Regions from separate parts of the Sus scrofa genome. Here region 2 is linked to region 1. Evidence: chromatin contacts called from public Hi-C data. All regions are on one chromosome and are shown on one strand. The core of a region is the stretch at or near the end of the contact, and the rest is flanking DNA. Distances in the headings are between cores, read along the strand shown. Region 1 has its middle 36 kb from the start of C3H16orf72. Region 2 overlaps LOC102164365 (a long non-coding RNA gene).

Evidence for each region. Hi-C and Micro-C count contacts between places; a contact is called where the count stands out from the background.
Region 2: a contact with region 1 is called in a Hi-C map of alveolar macrophages, with 2.5 times the contacts expected there. The contact joins two enhancer-like sites. A contact is called at or near these places in 1 of 5 promoter capture datasets (liver), 19 of 47 Hi-C or Micro-C datasets (alveolar macrophages, blood, embryonic fibroblasts and 9 more) and 2 of 2 datasets of contacts at active chromatin or transcription factors (alveolar macrophages and skeletal muscle).

Annotation. Positions count from the first base shown.
Region 1 is chr3:33,616,969-33,622,451 of Sscrofa11.1, forward strand. No RefSeq gene overlaps it. Among named protein-coding and RNA genes, the nearest start is that of C3H16orf72, 36 kb to the right of the region's middle. Within about 2 kb of position 3,078, at least 21 of the 83 cell types and tissues checked have an H3K27ac peak or open chromatin away from gene starts, as enhancers often do. A contact at or near this core is called in alveolar macrophages, where this site is marked.
Region 2 is chr3:33,704,540-33,710,022 of Sscrofa11.1, forward strand. LOC102164365 (a long non-coding RNA gene) reads left to right here. Exons shown (of 3, transcript XR_298187.3): 3 at 1-167. Among named protein-coding and RNA genes, the nearest start is that of USP7, 47 kb to the right of the region's middle. Within about 2 kb of position 2,987, at least 1 of the 83 cell types and tissues checked has an H3K27ac peak or open chromatin away from gene starts, as enhancers often do. A contact at or near this core is called in alveolar macrophages, where this site is marked.

The DNA.
Region 1 (5,483 bases), core at 1,828-4,327:
AGGCCAGCGATCAACTGCAACCTCATGGATACGAGTCAGATTCCTTTCCCCTGTGCCACAACAGGAACTCCCCTAGCAGATCATGTTTAAAGATCTTTCTATATATGGCCAACTTATTTTGGGGGTCATAGTTAAGTTTGCCGTCTCAGGAGCAGCATAAGCAAAGATACATCATGGACTTCCCAGAAATAAGTAGTATCCACTTAGCTTTTTAAATGTCTTCAAAACACAGTATCTTTTTCTAAATCTGAATTTCACAAAGTAAGGTTGAACTTTTTAATTCATATATTGTTTGGTCATTTGTATTACCACTTCTGAATTTCCTGTTCATATCTTTTTATTTTTCCTTTTTGGTGTATTGCTTGTCACAGTCCCATTTTCCTTTCAATTTTATTTATATCAGTGATGAACAAAAGTAAAATTTATGCTCATAATCAGCCTTTTTTTTTTTTTTTTTTTTGTCTTTTGTCTTTTTAGGGCCGCACCCGCAGCATATGGAGGTTCCCAGGCTAGGGGTCGAATTGGAGCCTCAGCTTCTGGCCTACACCACAGCCACAGCAACTCGGGATCCGAGGCACGTCTGCGACCTACACCACAGCTCATGGCAACACCAGATCCTCAACCCACTCACTGAGTGAGCCAGGGATCGAACCTGTGTCCTCACAGATGCTAGTCAGATCTGTTTCCGCTGAGCCACAAGGGGAATTCCTCCTTATCCACTTCTGAGATGAGGAAACAGGCACAGAGCAGTTCAGTGCGTTTGCTCAAGATCACACATCTCACTGGTGGTAGAGCCAGGATATTCCAATCCAGGCAGCCTGTGTCCAGAGAATGTATATCAGCATTATGTGTTTTTTTAGCCCTGCTGTGTTGTTCTACTTCTTTAGTGTGCCAGGCATTTTAATTAAAAAATTCCATTTTTATACTAAAGAAAAGGCATGATTGAGTAGAAAAGAAGCTATTATCTCTCTTTATACTGAGGCCACGAAATACCACCATTTAACTGGAGTGAATAAAAAGCAAAAGTAAACATGCAAAATGATCCTGAATGACAACTCCCCACTGTATTACAAGTTCCATGGATTTTTTTTTTTTTTGTCTTTTTTTGTCCTTTTAGGGCCACACCCATGGCATAGCTAAGTATGGGTGCTGTAGCCACCAGCCTACGCCAGAGACACAGCAACACGTGGGATTGGTGCCGCGTCTGCGACCTACACCACAGCTCACAGCAACACCAGATCCTTAACCCACTGAGCAAGGCCAGGGATCGAACCCGCAACCTCATGGTTCCTAGTCGGATTTGTTAACCACTGAGCCACGACGGGAACTCATGATTTTTGTTTTTCTTTTTATGGCCACACCTGTGGCATACGGAAGTCCCTGGGCTAAGGGTGAATCAGAGCTGCAGCTGCTGGTCTACACCACAGCCACAGCAACACCAGAACTGGAGCCACATTTCAGAGAGGCCAGGGATCGAACCCACATCATCCTCATCAACACCATGTCGGGTTCTAAACCCTCTAAGCCACATCGGGAACTCCCTACAAACTCCATGAAAACATGGATTGTATCTTGACCAGGTAAAGAAAGTAACACAGGAGGAGAGAGTCTAGACTTGAGAGAGAGAAAATTCCAAATTTGAGTCCCAGCTGGGTATCCTCAGACAAGTCACTCAACCTTTCTGAGCAGCAGCTTCTCCCATGGCAACACAGACACAGACACATGCCTTAGGGGTTGCAGCAACCTTGCCATGGGATATGCATGTAAAACACCCAAGAGAAATGGGGTTATCAGTATGACTAGCCCTTCATCTCCCTGTGGCCATAACACAAATTCCTGCAGGACTGGTGGACTTCCTGTTTGTTTTGGCCCACCCTGCTGCACTCAGAGAAGCCCAAGCCTGCTCTGCCCACAGCCATGTCTCCTGCCGAAAGCTAACAGAAGGATGACAGCCATAGCTGGGGCCTAGGAAGGGCTTCTGAGACAAAGCCCTGGAGGGCAGCCCTAAGGCACCACCAGAACCGGGGTGGTACAGTCTGGGAATGGGAGGGAGTTGGGGGGTCAGAGAGCAGGAGCCAAACCCTGAGAATAAGTAACTGCACATCACAGGTCACAGAGTCCCGAGTGTCTCAAGCCAGACCCCAAATCCAGGACTGGTGAGAGGGCCCATTTTATTTACTTATTTATTTATTGCTTTTTAGGGCCGCACCCACGGCATATGGAGGTGCCCAGGCTAGGGTGTTAAATCGGAGCTGTAGCTGCTGGTCTACACCACAGCCACAGCAACATCAGATCTGAGCCGCGTCTGCCACCTGCACCACAGCTCATGGCAATGCCGGATCCATGACCCACTGAGCGAGGCAAGGGATCGAACCTTCGTCCTTGTGATGCCGGTCAGATTTGTTTCCACTGAGCCATGACGGGAACTGAGGACCCATTTTAAAGGTGGGCAAGATGAGCCCCAGAAAGCTGAATAGCCGTTCTTAAAGGAGCTTGGAAAGGCATCCACCCATCGTCCCAGGAGCCCTGACCTACAGAAGGTGCTTAATTGGGCCACCAGCATGTGTTGAACTAAAGCTTCCTTAAGCAGCTGTGCACCCTGCAATTCACCTTCGTCACAGGCATGACAGCTTCACTCATGGATCTGACCCCATCAGCATCTGAGTGTACCACCTTGGACGAACAGGACTTCATGGAATTTTCACAGTCAGCGTAGGGTACCGTTACCCAGTTTAATAGCAGAGGCCCAGACCAAGCACCGAGCTCAACAGGATTAAGGAGTGAAGTCCTGGCAGAGCAGGTCCTTCCACAATGGCCCAACAACTGGATTGGGCACTGGGAGGTGGAAGAGGGTGGAAGAGAGTCTTTAGAGGAAAAGAGGCCCATGGGATCTGGCAGCAGACACCCCCCCCCCACCGCCCCCGGGCTCTCAAATCCTGACTCCCGATCTCTGGCCCCATGCATCAGCACCCCACTCACCACCAGGAATCCCCAGGACAAGCCCTGCCCTAGAAGGGCTGTCCCTTTAAGGCTCTGGTGGGCAGACCCAGCCTTTTCCATGGAGCTGACACAGTGCTGTTTCTCTGTCATCCAAATTCCAGGCCGAAACAGGAAGTGAGTCGCCACCGGAGAATGTGGGACTCCCAGCCTAAGGGACAGGCTCAAGGCCAATGCTGGGTCCCTACAGGGGTCAGGCCTTTGGGAGGGTCAGGCCTTTGCCAGGTGCATGGCTCTTGGGTGAAGGAACACCAGTATCTGCTTGCGTCACTAATAGTATGCAACTGAGAGACGTTCTCAAACTCAATCCAAGTTCATCCAAGTTGACCAGATCACACAGGGATCTTTCAGTCCCCATCCAGGCCCCCAAAATGAAAGCGTCAGGTAATCTACACGCTCATATTCCTGGGCGGTAGTTAACCCAGGCCATCCCCACTCTGCAAGAGGACACTGAGGCTCCAGTTAAGGTAATCTGCCCATGGTCCCAATCCTAGTGAATTTGATCCACCTGGACGTGGAATGCTCAGGCGCCTTCTACACAGGGCGGAAGCAGACAGATGTGGGTTCAGATCCTGGCTGAGGCACCACCTGAAGCTTCTGGTGCCTCTGTCTTATCTGTCAAATGGGGATCCCCTCATCCTATCAACAAGTATTTCCTCCCGGATGTCTGCTCGGTGGCAGGCACAGTGACAGGTAAAGGGCCCACGACACAGTCCAGGAAAGGCAGACGCAGCTCAAAAGTAAACCAGTAAATGAAATGACCACCGGATGAGAACAAGGGCTTGAGAGGATGGTGGGGAAGGGCCGCTGAGCTGAGTGAACACAAACCAGGAAGAATAAAGGGGCGGCCTTCGCCACCAATGGGTCAAAGGGAGGAAATCAAAATCCAGCACCCCTAAGACCTGGAGCAAAAGCTCATAAGGATGGGCCTCTGGGGAAGGGTCCAGTGCGGTGACCACCCCCACACCCCGCCCGGTACGACCTGCTAGGTCATGCCCAGGAAGGGGACGCCCAGGCCGCCACCTTCGGAGAACGCCAGCGCGGGTGACAGCACTGCGGCCTCGGGCCCTGGTCCTCCCTAGCCTGGGACAGAGCCGGCTCGCGGCCCAGAGCCTGGAAACGACCCCCCTGAGCCTTGAGGCCCCCACCCCCGGCGGCGTAAGCCCCTGTGAGGAGGAAACAAGCCCCAGCGGGGACGCGCTGGCCGCCTACCCTGTCGGCGCTCGGGCTTCCTGAGCTGGAGGCGCGCCCGCTGCGCGGGGCCTAGCGAGCGGGTTTAAAGCGGGGTTCACTGCGCAGCTCCGTCTCCCGCACGTCGGGTCCCAGGCGGCGCCGCTGGGCACAGCCCACCCCTTCCCTCCGTGGTGGTCCCTCGCCGACCCCTCCTCCCCAGAGCGCCCCCTCTGGCCTGGGGGCCTCGGCGGCCCTGCGGCCTCGCAGCAGCCGGGATGAGGCGCTTGGTGCTCACTGGAAGCCAGGGCCCCTTCCCGTGCGGCACCGCCTCATCCCGCCCTCACCAACAAGCCCCTCACCAGCGGGAAACCGAGGCCTGGGTGGGTGAGTGGGTGACTGGCCACGAGGTTCCAGGCGCCCCGCACACGCGCCGGGCAGCGGCCACCCAAGTCTCACTCTTCCTCATCCGGAAAGTGCAGCTGGCGGACCTGCCTACGAGGAGCTTTTCGTTGCAATATTCATGACTAACACAAGGTCCACATCTGTAGGGGCGGGTGAGGGAAGAGCTCTAACCTATTTTAACTGAAAACAAAAATGCAGTTGAAAGCGCTTGTGACCTTTTATATAGTTTCTCGAGAACACATATATTCAAGTACATGCGTAGCAATTCTTTTTCATGTGCACCCAGTCACTCTGGATGAGGTAGGGAGGCTTAGGGTCTGCAGGGATGGGAGGAGGTGCACTCCACCCTCATTTTCTGGAATGCTCTTCCAAACTGAGTTAATGCAATGGCTGGCATTGCTCGGGGACCAGAGTCCTTTGTTTTCTGCTGTTTTCATCAGCCTTGGCCCTGCTTCCCTCATGGTCGCAGGCCACACAACTCCAGGCTCAACTACACACAGGATGACATCCAGGAGACATTTCACCTTGAACTTTTTCGTACTATTTTTCTAAGTGCACGTATTATGGATGTACAATGTACACTGAGGTGGAGTTCTCTCGTGGTCTAGCAGGTTAAGGACCCAGCATTATCACTGCTGCAGTGCAGGTTCAACCCTGGCCCAGGGAACTTCCACATGCCAGTGTGGCCAAAAACAAAAACAAACTAAACAGAGCTAACCAGGTAGTAGCACTTAGGATCCACTTTTACTTTATCCTTTAATTTACCTTCTTTACAAAGAGAAACAGAATCCCCACCCGAGACCTTTGGATTCAGTGTGGAGGTGGGTCGTTCAGGAACCTGTTTTGATTTTTGGTTTGTTTTTTCTAGGGTGCACCCGAGGCTTGTGGAAGTTCCCAGGCTAGAGGTTGAA
Region 2 (5,483 bases), core at 1,737-4,236, 87 kb after region 1:
GACCCTGAAGATGACCTAGATGACCTAACGTCTATCAGATTTCTCTGTTGTCCAGGGACTTTGTTTTTGTCCATGATATTTTTTTGGTCCAGCTTTATTGAGATATAAGTGTCCATGATATTTTGAGGAATGAAAAATGCTAATTCCAAAAAAAGAATATAAAGTATAGACAGTTATAAAAAATTATGTGTAGCAAATATGTGTGTTTTTACCTGTCCGGCCCTGATTCTCCTTTCTTCGAGTTACGCTTTTCCAAATTTCCTTTGGGTAATGACCACCCCTTCATTCTTAGCCCATGTGGTTTATGTGGGGCTGATCCTCTTCCTGGATTCCTGGGGTGGGCACATGACCCAGCTCAACCAATCAGAGGATCCCATTCTGGTTCGACCTGGTTCAGAGGTGGACATGTGACCCAAGTGCGTCCAGTGAGCCTGAGCCCTGAAAAGAGATGTTGTCTGTGTTGCTAAGCTTGGAAGATTTGAGCTTGAAGGACCAAACGGAGGAAAGCAAAGGCGAGAGGGGGAGAGAGACAGATTCCTGACACATCATATGAACAAGAGCATTTAAACATGCCTAAGGCTAGTGTGTTCCTTTTCAGTTGTGTGGGCCAATTCTTCCACTCCTGTTCTTAAAAATTATTTTTACTACATTTTCTTTAGCTCTGTAACTCTTCTATTTCTGTATCTATTTATCTGTCTATATCTCTCACTGTCTGTTGTCTGTCTCTGGGCGTGTATTCCTCACTCCTGTCATCTGCCAGTTACTTACTCTCATCAGACTCTTCACTTCTAAGTACTTCAGTATGTACCTGCTAACAACAGCAATGTTATCCTACATCCTACAGTGCAGTTACCTTATTAAAGAAATTGAAGGAAATCCCATCATGGCTCAGCAGTTAACAAATCTGACTAGCATCCATGAGGATGCAGGTTTGATCCCTGGCCTTGCTCAGTGGGTTAAGGATCTAGCGTTGCCATGAGCTGTGGTGTAGGTGGCAGATCTGGCTTGGATCTGGTGTTGTTGTGGCTGTGGTGCAGGCCGGCAGCTGTAGCTCCGATTAGCCCCCTAGCCTGGGAACTTCCATATGCTGTGGGTGCGGCCCTGAAAAAAAAAAAAAAAAAAAAGTCAGAAAGAGAAAGAAAATTGCGAAATGATCTCACTTATACATGGTATCTAAAAAACAAAGCAAGCCAACAAACAAAAGAAAATGAGGAGCTCCCATTGTGGCTCAGTGGTTAACGAATCCGACTAGGAACCATGAGGTTTCGGGTTCGGTCCCTGGCCTCACTCAGTGGGTTAAGGATCTGGCGTTGCCGTGAGCTGTGGTGCAGGTCGCAGACGCGGCTCGGATCCCACGTTGCTGTGGCTCTGGCATAGGCTGGTGGCTACAGCTCCGATTCAATCCCTAGCCTGGGAACCTCCGTATGGCACAGGTGCGGCCCACAAAAAGCCAAAAACAAAACAAAACATACTCATAGATACAGAGAACAGAGGATAGTTGCCAAAAGGAAGGGGGTGGGAGACAGGCAAAGTAGGTAAAGGGGGTTAAAAGGTACAAAAATATAACATGTGCGGTTACGTCGTATATAAGGCACGGGGACATAATGCACAGTATGAGGGATGTGATCTGTAATATCCTAGTAAAGTTGTATGGGGACAGATGGTTACTAGACTTCTTGCAGGGATCGTTTCGTGATGTATGCAAATGTCAGGTCATTGTGTAGTACACCGAAACTAACACAATGCTGTGCATCAACTGTATGTCCCCTGTGAAAAAGAAATCTCACACTGACATCATAGGGGTTCCTGTCGGGGCCTAGCGGTAACAAACCCGACTAGTATCCCTGAGGACGTGGGTTCGATCCCTCTCCTCGCTCAGTGGGTTAAGGATCCGATGTTGCTGTGGCTGTGGTGAAGGCGGGCAGCTGCAGCTCCTACTCGACCCCTATGCTAGGAACCTCCATATGCTGCGGGTGTGGCCCTAAAAGACCAAATAATAATAATAATAATAACATTATAGTATTTTCTGATATATAGTCCACGTGCAAATTGCCCACTTATCCCAATAATGTCCTTCTTGGCTCCCATTCAGGATCCTGCGTTACACTCTTAGCTCTCTCAGCTGGCAGATGGCTTTAGTCTCTAACGTTCTTTTTTCTTTTTTTTTTTCCTGAGCTATGTGGAAGTTCCCTGTGGGCCAGGGATCAGGGATCAAACCCGTGCCACAGCAGCAACCTTAGCTGCTGCAATGATATTGCCAGATCTTTAAACAGCTGAGTGACAAAAAAAAAATCTCCTTTCACTTCTACTTTAGACACTTTTATAATGGTTGGGTCTTTTAAAAAATCCTCACCTATGCTCTGCAGTTTTAAAGGTTGTTAGGTGGTAAGTTGCAGGCTCTAGAGCTGGGTAGTATGTGGTTTCTCCCAGCTCTGCCACTTACCACCTGTGTGGTCAGGGACGAGCCACTTAACCTCTGGGGACTCTAGTTCCCTTATGGGCAAAATGAGGTTATCATGATCTTCCTTTCCTGAGGGCATTGCTAACACAAGCAAAACCCTCGAAAAGTTAGCTGCTGCTATTTCTTGTTTGTTTTTTGTCCTATTCAGGCTGTACCATGACATATGGAAGTTCCCAGGCTAAGGGTCGAGTCAGAGCTTCAGCTGCCAACCTACACCACAGCCACAGCAAGCAGGATCCGAGCTGGGTCTGTGATCTACACCACGGCTCACAGCAATGCCAGATCCTTAACCGACGGAGTGAGCCCAGGCCTCGAACCTGCAACCTCATGGATACTAGTCGGTTTGTCACCCTTGAGCCACGATGGGAACACCCACTATATGCTTCGATGCAAACTGGGAGTGGGAGGGAGGAGCAAGTCCACAAAGAGGAAGAATAAGGAAGGAAGGGCTGGCTCAGAAGGTGCAGGGAGCATGGGGATGCTAACTAACGGGTGGGTTGCGGGAGGAGAACCATGAGTAACCCGTCCTGCAATAGGAGGAGAGCAGAGAATGGGAGACGTCTGTGGGGTGACTGGAAGGGCAGTATGGAGGAGGTGACATTCAAGCTGGGATGTCACCACAGGACACAGAGGAGAGAACCAGGGTTTGCCTGCCTGTTTAGGGTGAAAGATTCGGGAAGGCTCACAGAGAAGCAGCATGACAGTGGATGAGATCTTGAGCTCCAGAATTGGACAGTCTTGAGCGTAAGCTCGATGGGTATAACAATATAGTACTGTTTGATTTTTTTTGTTTGTTTTCTTTCTTTCTTTCTTTCTTTCTTTCTTTCTTTCTTTCTTTCTTTCTTTCTTTCTTTCCTTCTTTCTTTCTTTCTTTCTTTGTTTGTCTTATGTCTTTTTATGGCCCGACCCAAGGCATATGGAGGTTCCCAGGCTAGGGGTCTAATTGGAGCTGTAGCTGCTGGCCTACACCAAAGCCACAGCAACTCGGGATCCTTAACCCACTGAGGGAGGCCATGGATTGAACTCACATCTTTACAGACACTCTGTCAGGTTCACAACCTGCTGAGCCACATTGGGAACTCCAGTACTGTTTGATTTTTGCGAATTTGAAATGCCAGCATAGACCTAATATAAGTGAAACTTGCTTAGTGCACCCAGTTTGAAATAATTTGGGATCCCTTCCCCCCAAAGTTGTTGTTTGTTTGTTTTTGTCTTTTTAGGCTGTGCACCCATGGCATATGGAAGTTCCCAGGCTAGGGGTCAAATCAGAGCTGCAGCTGCCAGCCTACACCACAGCTCACAGCAACGCCAGATCCCCAACCCACTGAGCGAGGCCAGGGATCGAACCTTCGTCCTCATGGATGGTAGTCAGATTCGTTTCTGCTGAGCCATGGCGGGAATGACACCCCCAAGTTTTAATGTATCAGAAATCATAAAATTTCCAAAAATTACTTGGAATGTCAGACTTAGCATACTGAATACAATTTGATGGTTCCTGCTACAGATGTTCCTACTGGGAACATCCCAACCACCCCCCAGTCCCTCTTGGGGAATAGCAACATTTGCCAGTTTGGGTCAGATTTGAAGGTCCCACAAAAGTTATAATGTGACCCTGACAGAATAAGGGCATAGAGTAAGTCTTGATCATTGTGTGTTATTTTGGAGTTCTGGTCATGGCTCAGTGGTAACACACATCAGACAAAATCCACCTGAGGGACATTATGCAAATACCTGATCACTTTCCTCAAAACTGTCATCAAAAACAAGGAAAGTCTTAGAAATTGTCACAGCCAAGAGAAGCCTAAGAAGATACGACAAAAAAATGTAATGTGCTGTTGTGGATCGGATCTTGCAACAGGAAAAGGACTTTAGGTAAAACTAAGAAAATCTGCAATTCCTGTTGCCACTCAGTGGAAACAGCTCCGGCTAGTATCCATGAGGATGCAGGTTCGATCCCTGGCCTCACTCAGAGGGTTAAGGTTTCTGTGAGCTGTGGGTAGGTCTCAGATGCAACTTGGATCCCGAGTTGCTATGGCTGGGGCATAGGCCAGAACCTGCATCTCTGATTTGACCCCTAGCCTGGGAATTTCCATATGCTGCAGGTATGGCTCTTAAAAAAAAAAAATGTTATTTTATTATCCTGGTGATCCTTGCTGATATTGGCAAGAATGGGCATGACCATAAGACCAGCCTAGCCAGATGGAAGAGTAAATACAGCTAAAGGAATTATATGGGAGTTATCGTTGTGGCTCAACGGTTTAGGAACCTGACTAGTATCCATGAGGAAGCAGGTTCGATCCCTGGCCTCGCTCAGTGAGTTAAGGATCTGGTGTTGCAGTGAGCTGTGGTGTAGGTCACAGATGTGGCTCGGATCTGCAGCCGGCAGCCGCAATTCCGATTTAGTCCCTAGTCAGGAACATCCCTATGCTGCAGGTAAGGACCCAAAAAGAAAAAAGAAAAAGAAAAAGAAAAATCCTTGAACGACAGTCGTGGTCATGGGAATTTGGATGGAATCAAATAGATGACAACACTGGGAGGTTTTTGCTTTTGTTTTTCTTTTTGGGAGGTTTTTGGAAAGGAGCTAAGTGTCGTTTATTGAGATGGATTTGGTAGTACTGCTTGGAGTCTTGGGAGGTTATCATATTAATTCCAAGGAACATTATAAGAGGAGTCTAAGTCTGTTGAGGACCCTACCCACCCAAAGGGTTCATTCTCTTTGGAAAGAGCCCATCTGAGTCATCCTCTGATTTAGTATCAAAAGGAAGTTAGTGGGGCTGCCAGCCCAGCCACCCCCAGCAATGACCTGGAAAACTATCTCGTTTAATACCCTGACTTTGTGATGGGAAAAAGATGCTACAAACCTCGTTACCTGCACGATGGCTTTGTTTAAAATGATTCGCCTCTAAAAAACATTGATCTATTACACAGACATTTACAACCTGCCTAGTTTGTGTCAGGCCGTTCATCAGATAGTGGGGTGCCGAACTGAAAAGATGTCCAAGTCTTTGCCCTCTCAGTTTAT